Regions from separate parts of the Ovis aries genome. Here region 1 is linked to region 2. The links are chromatin contacts, called in public Hi-C maps. All regions are on one chromosome and are shown on one strand. The core of a region is the stretch at or near the end of the contact, and the rest is flanking DNA. Distances in the headings are between cores, read along the strand shown. Region 1 has its middle 310 kb from the start of INHBA. Region 2 has its middle 7.0 kb from the start of INHBA.

Region 1 (6,150 bases), core at 2,040-4,539, 320 kb before region 2:
TTCCCTTCAGAAAATGGCTCTGATCCACTGAAGCAAAGAGGAAGACACAGTTGTAACATGCCTATAAAAAGCCTTTAAAAATCATGATGTACAAGAGTATGTAGAGCAGAGATGCAGGAATGAAGCATGATAGCTAATTTTGGAGACTTCTCTGGTTGTCCTGTGGTTAAGACTCCATGCTTCCACTGCAGGAGGCACAGGTTCGATCCCTGGTCAGGTACTAAGATCCCACATGCTGTGCAGCACTGTGAAAAAATAAATATTCTTTAAAAACTTTTTTTTAAGAAAAGAGCTAGTTCTGCCCTCAATATTCAAGGTTCTGTATGACAATCCAATGACTGATGGTCATTCACTCACTCCCCATTTCAACAAAATTTATTGAACACCACCTACTATGTGGTAGGCCAGAGATTTCAGATATGGTCACAGTCCCCTGAATTGAAGAGCTTATATTCCAGAGGGAAAATGTTAGAAAAGCAAATGGATAGCAAAATGTTATATTAAACAACAACCAAAAAAATCACCCTACAAGCTAGAGGGCAGAGTGGCTGATCCTGCATGAAAATGATGAACAGTTCATGAAGGAAATGATCTCCAAGCTGAGTTTGAAGGTGAGAGGCATATTTCCAGGTGCCATAGTAAAGATAAAGGTTTTGGTCTAAGGGAAGAGCATAGATAAGACTGTATGAGGTAGGTGTTTCCATGGAACATGAAAGAATCCACCTCTTTCAGAGCAGAAGGCCACAGGGGAGCTCTGAAGGCAGACCTGACCATAATATGAGTATCTGCTACACTAGAGGCTATTTGTGGAGAAGAAAGAGCAGAGCTCACTAATCAGAAAAGTGATAAAATTAGGATTTTTATTCTAGAAAAGTGACTGTAGACACAACATGAAGGATAAAACAGGAGGAAGAGACAGTAGGCAGCTGAGCAACCAGGAGACTGCGGTAAATCAGACTTAAGTCTCCCAGGGATCAGTATATACCAGTCAGATGTAGTATTGATTTTTTAAGAACATGGTAATGCTGGCCGGTAATCTAAACTCTTTATTATGGATTATCAAATTGAACAATGAGAATACCCATATATTTCTGTGTGACATGGAACAACAGACTGGTTCCAAATAGGAAAAGGAGTACATCAAGGCTGTATATTGTCACCCTGCTTATTTAACTTATATGCCGAGTACATCGTGAGAAACGCTGGACTGGAAGAAGCACAAGCTGGAAGCAAGATTGCCAGGAGAAATGTCAATAACCTCAGATATGCAGATAACACCACCCTCATGGCAGAAAGTGAACAGGAACTAAAAAGCCTCTTAATGAAAGTGAAAGAGGAGAGTGAAAAAGTTGGCTTCAAGCTCAACATTCAGAAAATGAAGATCATGGCATCTGGTCCCATCATTTCATGGGAAATAGATGGGGAAACAGTGGAAAGTGTCAGACTTTATTTTGGGGGCTCCAAAATCACTGCAGATGGTGACTGCAGCCATGAAATTAAAAGACGCTTACTCCTTGGAAGGAAAGTTATGATCAACCTAGATAGCGTATTCAAATCAGAGACATTACTTTGCCAACAAAGGTCCATCTAGTCAAGGCTATGGTTTTTCCAGTGGTCATGTATGGATGCAAAAGTTGGACTGTGAAGAAAGCTGAGTGCCGAAGAATTGATGCTTTTGAACTGTAGTGTTGGAGAAGACTCTTGAGAGTCCCTTGGACTGCAAGGAGATCCAACCAGTCCATTCTGAAGGAGATCAGCCCTGGGATTTCTTTGGAAGGAATGATGCTAAAGCTGAAACTCCAATACTTTGGCCACCTCATGAGAAGAGTTGACTCATTGGAAAAGACCCTGATGCTGGGAGGGATTGCGGGCAGAAGGAGAAGGGGACGACAGAGGATGAGATGGCTTGATGGCATCACCGACTTGATGGACGTGAGTCTGAGTGAACTCCGGGAGTTGGTGATGGACAGGGAGGCCTGGCGTGCTGTGATTCGTGGGGTTGCAAAGAGTCAGACACAACTGAGTGACTGAACTGAACTGAACTGAAAGGTGAATATCCATTTTCAATATTCAGTTCTTTCCCACTGCAATCTGACACAAAGAAACTATATTTGAAAATAGCTTCTTATAGTTCTTGAAAATAAAAGGACCTTTGCTGCCAAAAGTTTAGTAGATCTTCTTATTGGGAATATTTTATCTTTTCATACTGTGAACTAGCATTTGGATATTTAGAGCCACACTCTTTTCCTCCAGAAAGTGAGAGATGCGGTTCTTGGATCTGACACTTTACTCTGGAGATTCAGTTCATGGGTGAGTCACCAAGTATCTCTGTGTTTCCTGGGCAGTTGAAAAGGTTTTCTTTTAAGTTTTGGCTTATCATTGGCTCCTTTTCAGAACTTTGCATCTTTCCCACGTGTTATGTTTTTTTTTCACTTTGAGACAGATCATGAAGTCAAGACATTTTTTAAGGGAAAAAGAAAGGAGCAAGTGGACTTTTTACCATTCAACTGAATTTCATGCTTGCTATTTGAAAGGATGTTTTGAAACAAATCAAATAAAGTCCCTATCACTGAGCAGGTTTGCATTTGAATAATGAGTTGTCTGATGATTGCCCTCACTTATGCTCCAAACAAAACCAAGCCAAAGAAAAACCTTGGCTATAACTTCTGAAACTGAGGTGAACTCAATGGAGAAAAGAAAAGCTCTTCAGATCCTGAGAAGGTATTTTCTCCTTGTTTTTGAGCCAGGTTCCAACGTTTGTGATGTGATTAAATTCTCTGAAACCTGCTATGCTATTGAATGGGGACTTTCCCTTTGTTACTGGGCTAGGGGTACCCACGTGAAAAGTGCAACTTGAGGCATCAGAACGATGAGAGATACAGACTTCAAGGGCAGGAGAAATTGCTAAATGGTGCTCTTTGTTTCCAAAGCACATGGTTCCTAGATAAGCCATCTCATCACACCATCCTTTGGGCCTCTCTAGCCTGGCAGAGGAGGGTGAGGAGAGTGATTCAGTGCTTCATCCCTGGAGTGTAGACAATGCAGTTTATCCAGTGTGTGAAGCCACATCCTTGGACTCCCCTTAATATTAATACCTGCTTACAATGAACTCCCCAACAGGGGGCCATGTTCTCATGATAAATCTAGTTTAGATGTTGAAAATGATAGCAATTTTTATCTTTAATACAATAAAAACCCCATTTAAATGGGTCTTCCCATTCAAGACAACATTGTACATGGGGCAGTGGTCTGATGAAGCTGATACTCACGGTGAACTTGTTTTATTTGTCTGCCCTTTGCCCTTCCCAGTTGTGACTCAGAAATAATCAGCCAAAAATCAAACAAGATAGAAAGAAAGCTGCATGCTGCAATAAAATGGACAAAAAGGAAATGAGTGAGCATTTGGCATCCAGAGAAAAGCATGCCAAGCTCAAGCCACTGTTTGTGAAATTCCCCAGGTTAGCATAATGAGAACACTTCGGACTAAGTCCTCAGCAGATGTGACAGGACTCGGCCACACGCTTCTCATTAATGGTCCTGGGAATCCTACAGTGGAAACCTCAGCCTTGCACTGAGTTTTCTCCATTGTTTTAGACCCCCCAAAGTCATAAATGGTTGTTGTGTAAATGTTATGTTGCTTAATTCCCAATATATCTTTTTTCTCTCCAACCCTTTGTTAGACATAAACATACACAACCAAGTGGTCCAGATCTCACCCCTAAGGAAAGCACACAACCAGTGTGGAAGGAGAGATGAGGGTTAATATCTATTTACCTCCCCTGGGCTTAGGGAGTGAGAAAGGCAAGTGGTGCCATTAGCACTGAAGCACACTGCAGAGTTCGGAGTGCCTTTCCCTACTTTTCTTATGTAGGTCTGCTCACAATTGCCTTTATAATCAAATCACCACTCAAATGGCAGAGAAAGAAATAAAAACAAAATCGCAACACTCTTTCAATAAAATGTACCCAAAGAAATGAACATGCCATTGCTAAGCAAAGATGTCAAAGGAACCATGAAGGATGAACTGTGCCTCCGGCGAGTTATCCGTTTCTTAAATTCCGTTTGGCCAACAAACAGCTAAGTATGGACCACTGTCTCCAGACCATAGTCCAGCCATGTGTCTCAGCAGCCATCTTCTCCCTACTGCTCTATGTGTGCAAAACGGTATTGCTGTGAAGAGGCAAAGACATACATCCTGGAAATGTCAGCTGAGAAGCCTGGGAACCCGGACATTTGTTGATGGGGGGATAAATGAGCCCTTTGGATACAGATTTCTACTTTCTTTAAAGAGTCTAAATTTGATCTTAGTTGTTGGAAGTGGTAGGTTTGGGGAAGGACGTGAAAAATCTGCCCTCTCTCCTGCAAATATATAAAAGAATAAACCAACAGGAGCTTGTCCCTTGTCACTGAATGCCCAAGCTGGAAGGAATCCTAAAGCTTATGGAGTTTCAACCCTCATTTTACAGATGGGAAACAGGATTGCAGGATGGGGAGTAACCTATAAGAAATTGTACAGTGTTCAGGGCAGGGGCAGAAATGGGACCTTGTTCTCTTGGTTCCTACTGCAGTATTCTTTCCAATAACCTAGACACACAAAAATTTTTTAATTTCAATTTTAATTCATTTATCCACAATTGGTCAATTGAATCTTCAGGTTCAGATAAAGCTACTTTGGTCCAGCTAGGATTTTATTTTATTTTTTCACCAGTGAAAGGTAGATGTCAGAAATAATCTTTTGGATTTTTTTCCCTTTGACTTTTTATTTTTTTAGGAACAGAATTTAACCCTTACAAAATAAAATGATAGTGGTAAAATTTTCATAATGAATATGCTTCCAGTTGTCAAAAAGTTCGAATAATTTTTAAAAGAAATTGAATTATATTACACTGAAATAATTTAAATTTCTTGCCGTGGAGTTTTTGCAGAATATTACCTGCATTGGATTGTGGAAAGTAGTACTTATATTTGAAAGCCAAGGCTCTGGAGTCAGGTCACCTTGGGTTCAAGTCTCTCTTGTAGTTTTTAACATGTGATCTCAATTGAGTTATTGAATGGCTTGGAGTTTCTGTGGTTTTCTGGTTTCCCAGATGGCTCAGATGGTAAAGAATCTGCCTACAATGCAGGAGACCCAGGTTGATCCCTGGGTCAGGAAAGATACCTTGGAGAAAGGAATGGTTACCCACTCCAGTATTCTTATCTGGAAAATTCCATTGACAAAGAAGCCTGGCAGTCTACAGTCCATGGGGGTGTTGCAAAGAGTCAGACACAACTGAGCGACTAACACTTTCAATTTTTGCTTTCTGTGGTTTTCACTGTAAAATGACAATGTTAATACTACCTGACTCTCAGGCTATTATGAAGAATAATTGAGATGACATAAATAAAAGGCCCAGGAAAATCTAGGGTATTAGATGTTCAATAAATGTTGGTGACTTTTCATTACTGGTAGAAATGACCTATGTAATTAGCTTGCAAAAAAAGGCAAGATTTATCAGCAAAGGTTTTTAGCTATAATCAATTTATCATACATTAGCCATTCTCATGCCCTTCTATACTCAGACACACACACACAGGAGCACACACACACACATACACACTCCTCACCTTTAGAATGAATAGGGTTTTCCCCCCAGGTCTTCAAGTAGCTACTAAAACAACCCTCATCTCAGGAACAGGGCAAGGACCAGAGAGAAAGGACCAGTATAGTTCAACTGAGGTCTTTTTCCTCTGCTCTTTTATATTTTCCTACATGCCATCCAAGAGATGAATAATCATCTTTCCTTCTGGAGCTAAAAGTAAAGAAATGTCATTACTCTCGTAGGAATGATATAACAGACAGCATTGGGGTGATCTTTGGGAGGTTTTCAGACAGGAAAGCACATATAGCACCTATCACAATGACTTGTAGTAGTTAATATTAATCAATCCATATTGGCTTGTTGTGCTTTTAGGTTAGTTTCAGCCAAGTCATTGCTCTATCTTCATGCCAGATTCCAAGAGCCATTGGTAAGGTAGTGTTCAAATGCTAGGCATGGGAGGTATTGTATTGCTCGGTAAAGAATCTTACTGGTTTCCCACAGCCTCTCTTGTTCTTTCAAATTTCACCCTCTGCAAGCCTGGATCAGTCCCTTTGATAATGACTCAGCAGCC
Region 2 (6,249 bases), core at 642-3,141:
ATGTGCAGTTTAAGCAGGTTCCTTTAGGACACCAGAAGTTTGTCTCCAGGGGTCTGTCTTGGCTAAACACAGAGCACGTGTAGGTGCTGAACTGTGTATTGGGGTGGGGCAGTGTAGTCTGAGAATTGCATATTCAGAAATGAAGTAGGAAATAAAATGTTAGGTTGTAGAGAAACTGAAGGAATCTGAGAAGGAAAGATAGAAACAGGATCAGTGTTAGTTAACTCCAAAGCTGCCCATCAGGTTTGAACTGGATGGATCCAACCTCTCTATAAGAAAGGAACTTCCCCATCCTTTTTGGATGAGACCTAGGGGTTGGGGTGGGGGGGCATCTAAATTCACCCCTCTGCCCCACAGGAACCCTGGTGTCCTGGAAATAGCACCATGTTTATGAGTTTCGGGGCACGAATCAACCTGGATGAGACCCCAGTTCCACAGCTTACTAACCAGATAACCTCAGCCCTCAGTGTACTCATCTGTAAAGTGGGATCCACCTACTCTACTGCAGGATCAAGCACGTGCTCAGAAAATACTGAGTGATAAAAATTTCCTGGTGCCTCTCTCTGAACATATGTGTCACAGGAATATGCAGCACCCCTACCAGAGAAGCCACCCTCTCTCTCGGGTGATTCAGATCGCGTTGGCCACGGATGCCACCAAAGTGCCCACCTGCCTAGGTCAGCCCACCAGCTGTGATATCATTCTCCACCTGAATCCCCAACCTCAGAGCTGAGCCACGCGGGAAATGCCTCCTCACTGAGTGGAAATGAGGTGGAGGTGGTAGAGGAAGCAGGCAGGTTAAAATAACTTCTGTCGACTCTTGCGGATGGGGGAATGATCTTTTCCCTGCCGGACTCCAGGGCTCCGGGGAGTGGAGGAGCTGGTCCGCCCAGCTCCTGAGCAGCATCTCCAGTTCCTTCCTCGACTTGGTTTCTCTTTCACTTCCTGCCCCCTCCCCCCGCGCCCCAGTTCCCCCACCCCGGCCCTGCGGTCCCGCTGCTCGGCCTGCTACTGTACCTTGAGCAACACCTGCTGGCAGCTCCCGGGGATCACGCCGGATCGCGGCCGCTGCTCGAGCTCGGCTCGCGGGGCTGGAGTCTGGGCCAAGCCTTGCGCAGCGGCCGCCTCTATTTTTACCCGGAGCACCAGCAAGGGCAACTTCTTTTAAGAGCAGCTCTTGATTTTTCCCCCCTTTTGGCAGCTAGAGAATTCAGAGAGGGAGGGGGGAGGGAAATCACTGATCAGTAAGTGCAGCTGGGAATCTCTGAACCCAGTTATCACTGCCAAGACTGAAAGCCACGGCCAATGTCAGGGACCAGGAAGGGGACTTGCGGGCTGGCTCCCAGGCGGACAGAGGCGCGCGGGGAGCGCTCCCGCCCCGCCAGCTCTGTCCCCTTTCGGATCGCAGAGCCCGGTCCTCCCCGCCACTGCGCTGGCACGATGGCCGGCTGCCACCGCGCTTTTCACCTAGTGCAGGAGGCCTGATTTACTGACTCCTTCACAAAGCTCCTCGTCTCTTCGCTGGAGCCTTTTGCAGGGCTCTGTTCTCGCCTGGAGGAGCGGCCCCTGGAGAACCCGGTGGAGCAGCTTGCTTCGAGGAGCCGGGAGGGAAACTGTGGTACCTTATTTTACTGTAATTGCAAAAGGCGCGATGTGCCAGAGATCTATATTTAGAAGTTGTATGTTTCTACTTTTATGTAAATGGAGCAATTAGGGCCTGTCTTGCTGCTGCTAAACTCCAGGGCTTGTGCCTTGCTGGGAAAGCTGGTGTTTTCAATCACAATTAGTGAGCTGGTCAAAAAACCAAGTTCGTTTAAGGATAAGAGCTCAACGGTGCGAGCGAGGGAGAGACCAGAGTCCCTGTGCCATCCTGGGACCGCGGTGACACACACCTTGCGGCACGGCTAACCTATAGTGGAGTTTACCCGTGGCAGCAGCTGTCCCCGTGCAAAGTTGGCATAGATCAAGGAGCGAGAATGTTCATTTTCCTTCTCAAGCAAACCGTCTGTCCTTCGGCTTCCATCCATGCTATTAATTGGTCTCTTTGCTCACTACTCCTGGAACAAGGAGACAGGCCTAGAAAAGGGGACTGGTTTTTTTTCATGGCTCTGTTGTTTTAGCTGCTGCTCACGCTTTGGCTCTCCTGTTATTCTGTTTAAAAAAAAAAAAAAAAAAATCCCGCTAGGAGGCGTGAACGCCCCAAGCAGGTGACTGGGACCTTGTCATCTGATTCAGTCGAAATGGCACGAGGCTGGGGGGTTCACAGCACTGACTAGGCTGCTGACGATTCAGGGTGTTTTAGTTCCTTCCTATGAAAAATCTGTTCCCCCAAAAGCATGATTTCTGGTTCATCCCCCCGTCTGGGAGACCGAACAGAAAACGTGACTAGAGGGAGAAATCAATAAGATTCGAGGTGTTCTCAGCAGCTGACGTGTTATTCTGGGCTCCAGGCAGGAAAACCTTGCCTCCGTGGGGAGTGGTGACTCCCTCGAGAGGCAGTGCCTCTCCGGATCCAGAAAACGTGGGCGGGATCCAGAGTGGTATTTGCTGCCGGGAGATTTCCGGAGTCTCATCGAATGGTTTGGGTTGAATAGGGAACTGGCAATCCCTGCCTGTTTCCTGGACAGCCGGAGCTTGCCCATCTCTTGGGCGCTGGGTTAGGAAGAGAGATTTGGGACAAGGAAGAATGAGCATTTCACATTCTAAACTGAACTAGGAAGCTGTTTGCTGGTCAAATCAATGAATAAATACAACTTAATAGAGAGGAAGAGGGAAACATGAAAATTTCTCCAAGGGATGGATTAGTTTAGGATAAATAGATGCAAACTCTTGTTCTATAGAATGAATAAACAACAAGTTCCTACTGTATAGTATAGGGAACTATATTCAATATCCTGTGATAAACCATAATGGAAAAGAATATGAAAAAGGAGGCATATATATGTATAAATGTTTCATTGTGCTGTATAGTAGAAATTAACACATTGTCCATCAACTATACTTCAATAAAGTAAATTTTTAATAAAAAGTCCTCCAAAATTCACTAGAACACAACAGGATCAGAAATAGTTAATCTAAAACTCTTATTCCTAAGCATCCTGTTTTGTTTTTTTGTTTTTTGTTTTTTGTTTTTAAACCACCAGAATATCCCACAAGGCCTTGTCCTATGTGCAACTACTCTGTTTTAAGAGTAATTGGAAGTGCCTTACCTGAACCAAGGGAACCCAGACCCTAGAATTAAAATGATTAAGGAAAAAACCAGAAAGAAAAACCTCAGTAAATAAACTGTTATCACTCCACTTACAGCAGTGGCTCTCAACTGTGATGATTTTGCTCCCCAGGAGACATATGGCCATGTCTGAAGACATTTTTGCTTGGTGTAACTGGGAAGGAAGGTGCTACTGGCCTCTAGTGGGTAGAAGCCAGGGCTGCCACTAAACATTCTAATGGTGCCCCTGACAGCCGTCTCAGCAGAGAAATCATCCGACACCAAATGGTAACTCCTCTGCAGTGGAGAAGCCCTGACGTTGAGTTATCATTCCAAAGTTTCACCTAATTTCCTTCCCATCCATGCTCCAAGGGGCCCCGGCATCTATGCAAGAGAGGAATCATTCAAGTGATTCTGCCTCCTTGTATGGCTTGGGCTTCCTGATTACCAGAAGCCTGCACAGCAGAGCAAGGGTGCTTCTCAAGCATCCCCACCAACTTTCCAGGGAGGCCTCCAAGTATTTGCTTCTGGCTTTGTGTTCGAACCAAAAGCAAAATCTTGGTGACTGGCAGCAAAGCGAGATGAATTAGCCCCCACCCAAGCTGTCAGGAGGCAACGGATAATGGAAGACAAAAAGTGAATGGGGAGTGAGTTATTCATTTGAGCAAGTCGGTATCTGAGAAATCCACTCACTAGCAAATTCCCTGAAGTGAAATTCGCAAAAGTGGGATTACCATGCTTTGCTCCCAGAGCAAGCAAATATGATGTGGCTGATTTTATTTGTTTAATACCTTGGGGGAATGACACACAATCAATATCCACAGAGAGAAAACAGTGCTTTGCGAAATCTAATGCATGTTCCAAGCAACTTTATATTCTCCAAATTTCCTTTGTAAAGGAAGGCCATGCCCCTTCAGGTGCTACTCTCCTGTGAGGACTGGGGGAAATATTGTGAAGGAGACCATATCACAGAAAATAATCAGCATCATCAACAAATGCTGGTGAAACCCACAAAAGGGAATTTGGCTGGATTCATCTAGCTGAGATGTGAAATGCTGATCTCTATACAATAAGGCCAGCTCTCCAGGCTTATCACTTAGTTCTTAAGTGACCTGGGTTATCCAGAGAGGAGAGGGTCAGTCAGAGAATGTTCTGAGATGAACGAGGCAAGAGGGGAACGTCTTAGACACTCAGATGCCATCTCATCAACGCCAACACCTGAATCTAGTTTCTGCAATAGATGGTTATTTTAGAACCAAAGACTTCCATCCACTTCCAAATGATTCAGAAAAGCCTGGATTTCTTCCCAAGAAGTAATCATTTAGTCCTGGTGAAAAACTCAATCTAGAGAGAGAAATACACAGTTATAACCTCTAGAGAAAAATAGATATTGAAAAAGAAATAAAAGCAACACTAAAACGAAAAGGCCTTACTAACCAACATAATATTTTGAAAGTGTTTATCAAAAGTCAGTTCTAATCCAATCAGGGAACATCTGGTTGCTCTTCCTATTGTCCCAGAAGATGATGAACAATGCTTGCAAAGGAACGAATAACAAATAGTTGTAATTGTGGTTCTCACCTGGATTCCCTTGGGTTGAAAGTTCCATGTTGCTGCCTGGAAGACTCAGAAGCTTAGCCTACAGATGCCATTAGACTCATAAAAGAAGGAATCTTGATCTTAATCCAATGTTGCCCATCCACAACCTGCTCCCAAATTGTAGCTTTGGAGGGAAGACACAGAAAAGAATTAGGGAAGTCCTGTGTGTATTTTTTTTTTTTTTTAATCAGTGAATCGCTGCCTCCTTCCTGTGCTGATAGAGAGTCCAAAGGTTCTACCTTTCTATTGGAGCACCCCCAGGCCCATCCAGGCCTGCATGACAGGAGTGCCCTTGTTCTGGGCACGGTGTACTTTCACAGACACTGACACTGTGGCTTGGTTAGTAAATATTTACAGGTGCCCCACTCTAATTTTAGGAAGGTCAAGTTTGCAAAGGTGCCTTGGCAGGCAGGACTTCCGTTAGTCTTTATCAACTTAGGAAAGCACACTATAATTAAGCACAGTATTTGGAGAGTTTCACTGAACTCTCTGGGGTCTACACCTAGCCTTAGACTTTCAAAAATTAACTCAGCTCCTGTCCCCCTTTTCTGGATATTTACCAAGTTCTTCTTTAAAGATGGGATCGAATGATGGAGGAAGGAAGAGACAATGTATTAGAAGGAAAAAAAGCTTCAGAACACCTCTTTTCCAACAAGCCACGGGTGAATTTGTGATCACTTAATAAATGGGGACGTGAAGCCAATCCTGTCCTTTTGCCTCATTTAAGTATGAAATGAGAGTAATTAAAACTGTGATCCCTGGAGAAAAAAGTTCACCCAAGAAGTTCCCCAAATTTCAAGGAGCTTTTGTTTTACTAGATGCTGTTAGTTTCATGTTAGTCACTGGGAAAAAAAAAATGCCCACATGCACACGCACGACTAAATGTAGTCAGTTTGCTCAGCTGGTGCTGAAGTCACTACTGCCCACTAGGAGTGAGTTACTGTAATAATCCCCTTTTATTAATCATAGGCTGGAGGAAGCAGAAAGTGGGTGACATCATTAGGCAAAGGGCCGGCTAACTCATGCTCCAATTTACTCAGCTTTATTATAACATCTCTCAAGTGTCATATGAAAGCGATTACCAATTCACACTTTCCCCCTCTGAGCCATCATCCCTAACCTTCAAATTCAAACTCCCAGAGAAAAGCTTAGCTCTCAGGTGGAGGCATATAGGGGCCAAACCTCACCAAGGTTCCTTGTCCCAAGGAGGAAGGTCCTGCTCAAAACAGCTTTTCCTGGTCTTAAGATGAAGATGGAGTTGGTCTCTAGAACGATCACATCCCAATTAACTCTTGGTTTACTCCGGCCTCTGACTGGAGAGGACAGCTCATCCTGAAGAGGACCAGAAGGATGTGGGTAGATGCAGCTCCCCAGGGTCTCATGATCACCAAGGACACAATCTCTGCACCCTAGGGATCTGAATTGTGAAAAGCACCATTGGA

The links. Hi-C and Micro-C count contacts between places; a contact is called where the count stands out from the background.
Region 1: a Hi-C map of liver shows a contact between it and region 2, with 6 times the contacts expected there. The contact joins two enhancer-like sites. A contact is called at or near these places in 3 of 16 Hi-C or Micro-C datasets (liver, mixed tissues and skin fibroblasts).

Annotation. Positions count from the first base shown.
Region 1 is chr4:81,268,925-81,275,074 of ARS-UI_Ramb_v3.0, reverse strand. No RefSeq gene overlaps it. Among named protein-coding and RNA genes, the nearest start is that of INHBA, 310 kb to the right of the region's middle. Within about 2 kb of position 3,289, at least 1 of the 54 cell types and tissues checked has an H3K27ac peak or open chromatin away from gene starts, as enhancers often do. A contact at or near this core is called in liver, where this site is marked.
Region 2 is chr4:80,952,148-80,958,396 of ARS-UI_Ramb_v3.0, reverse strand. It overlaps a transcript of INHBA not described here. Among named protein-coding and RNA genes, the nearest start is that of INHBA, 7.0 kb to the left of the region's middle. Within about 2 kb of position 1,891, at least 1 of the 54 cell types and tissues checked has an H3K27ac peak or open chromatin away from gene starts, as enhancers often do. A contact at or near this core is called in liver, where this site is marked.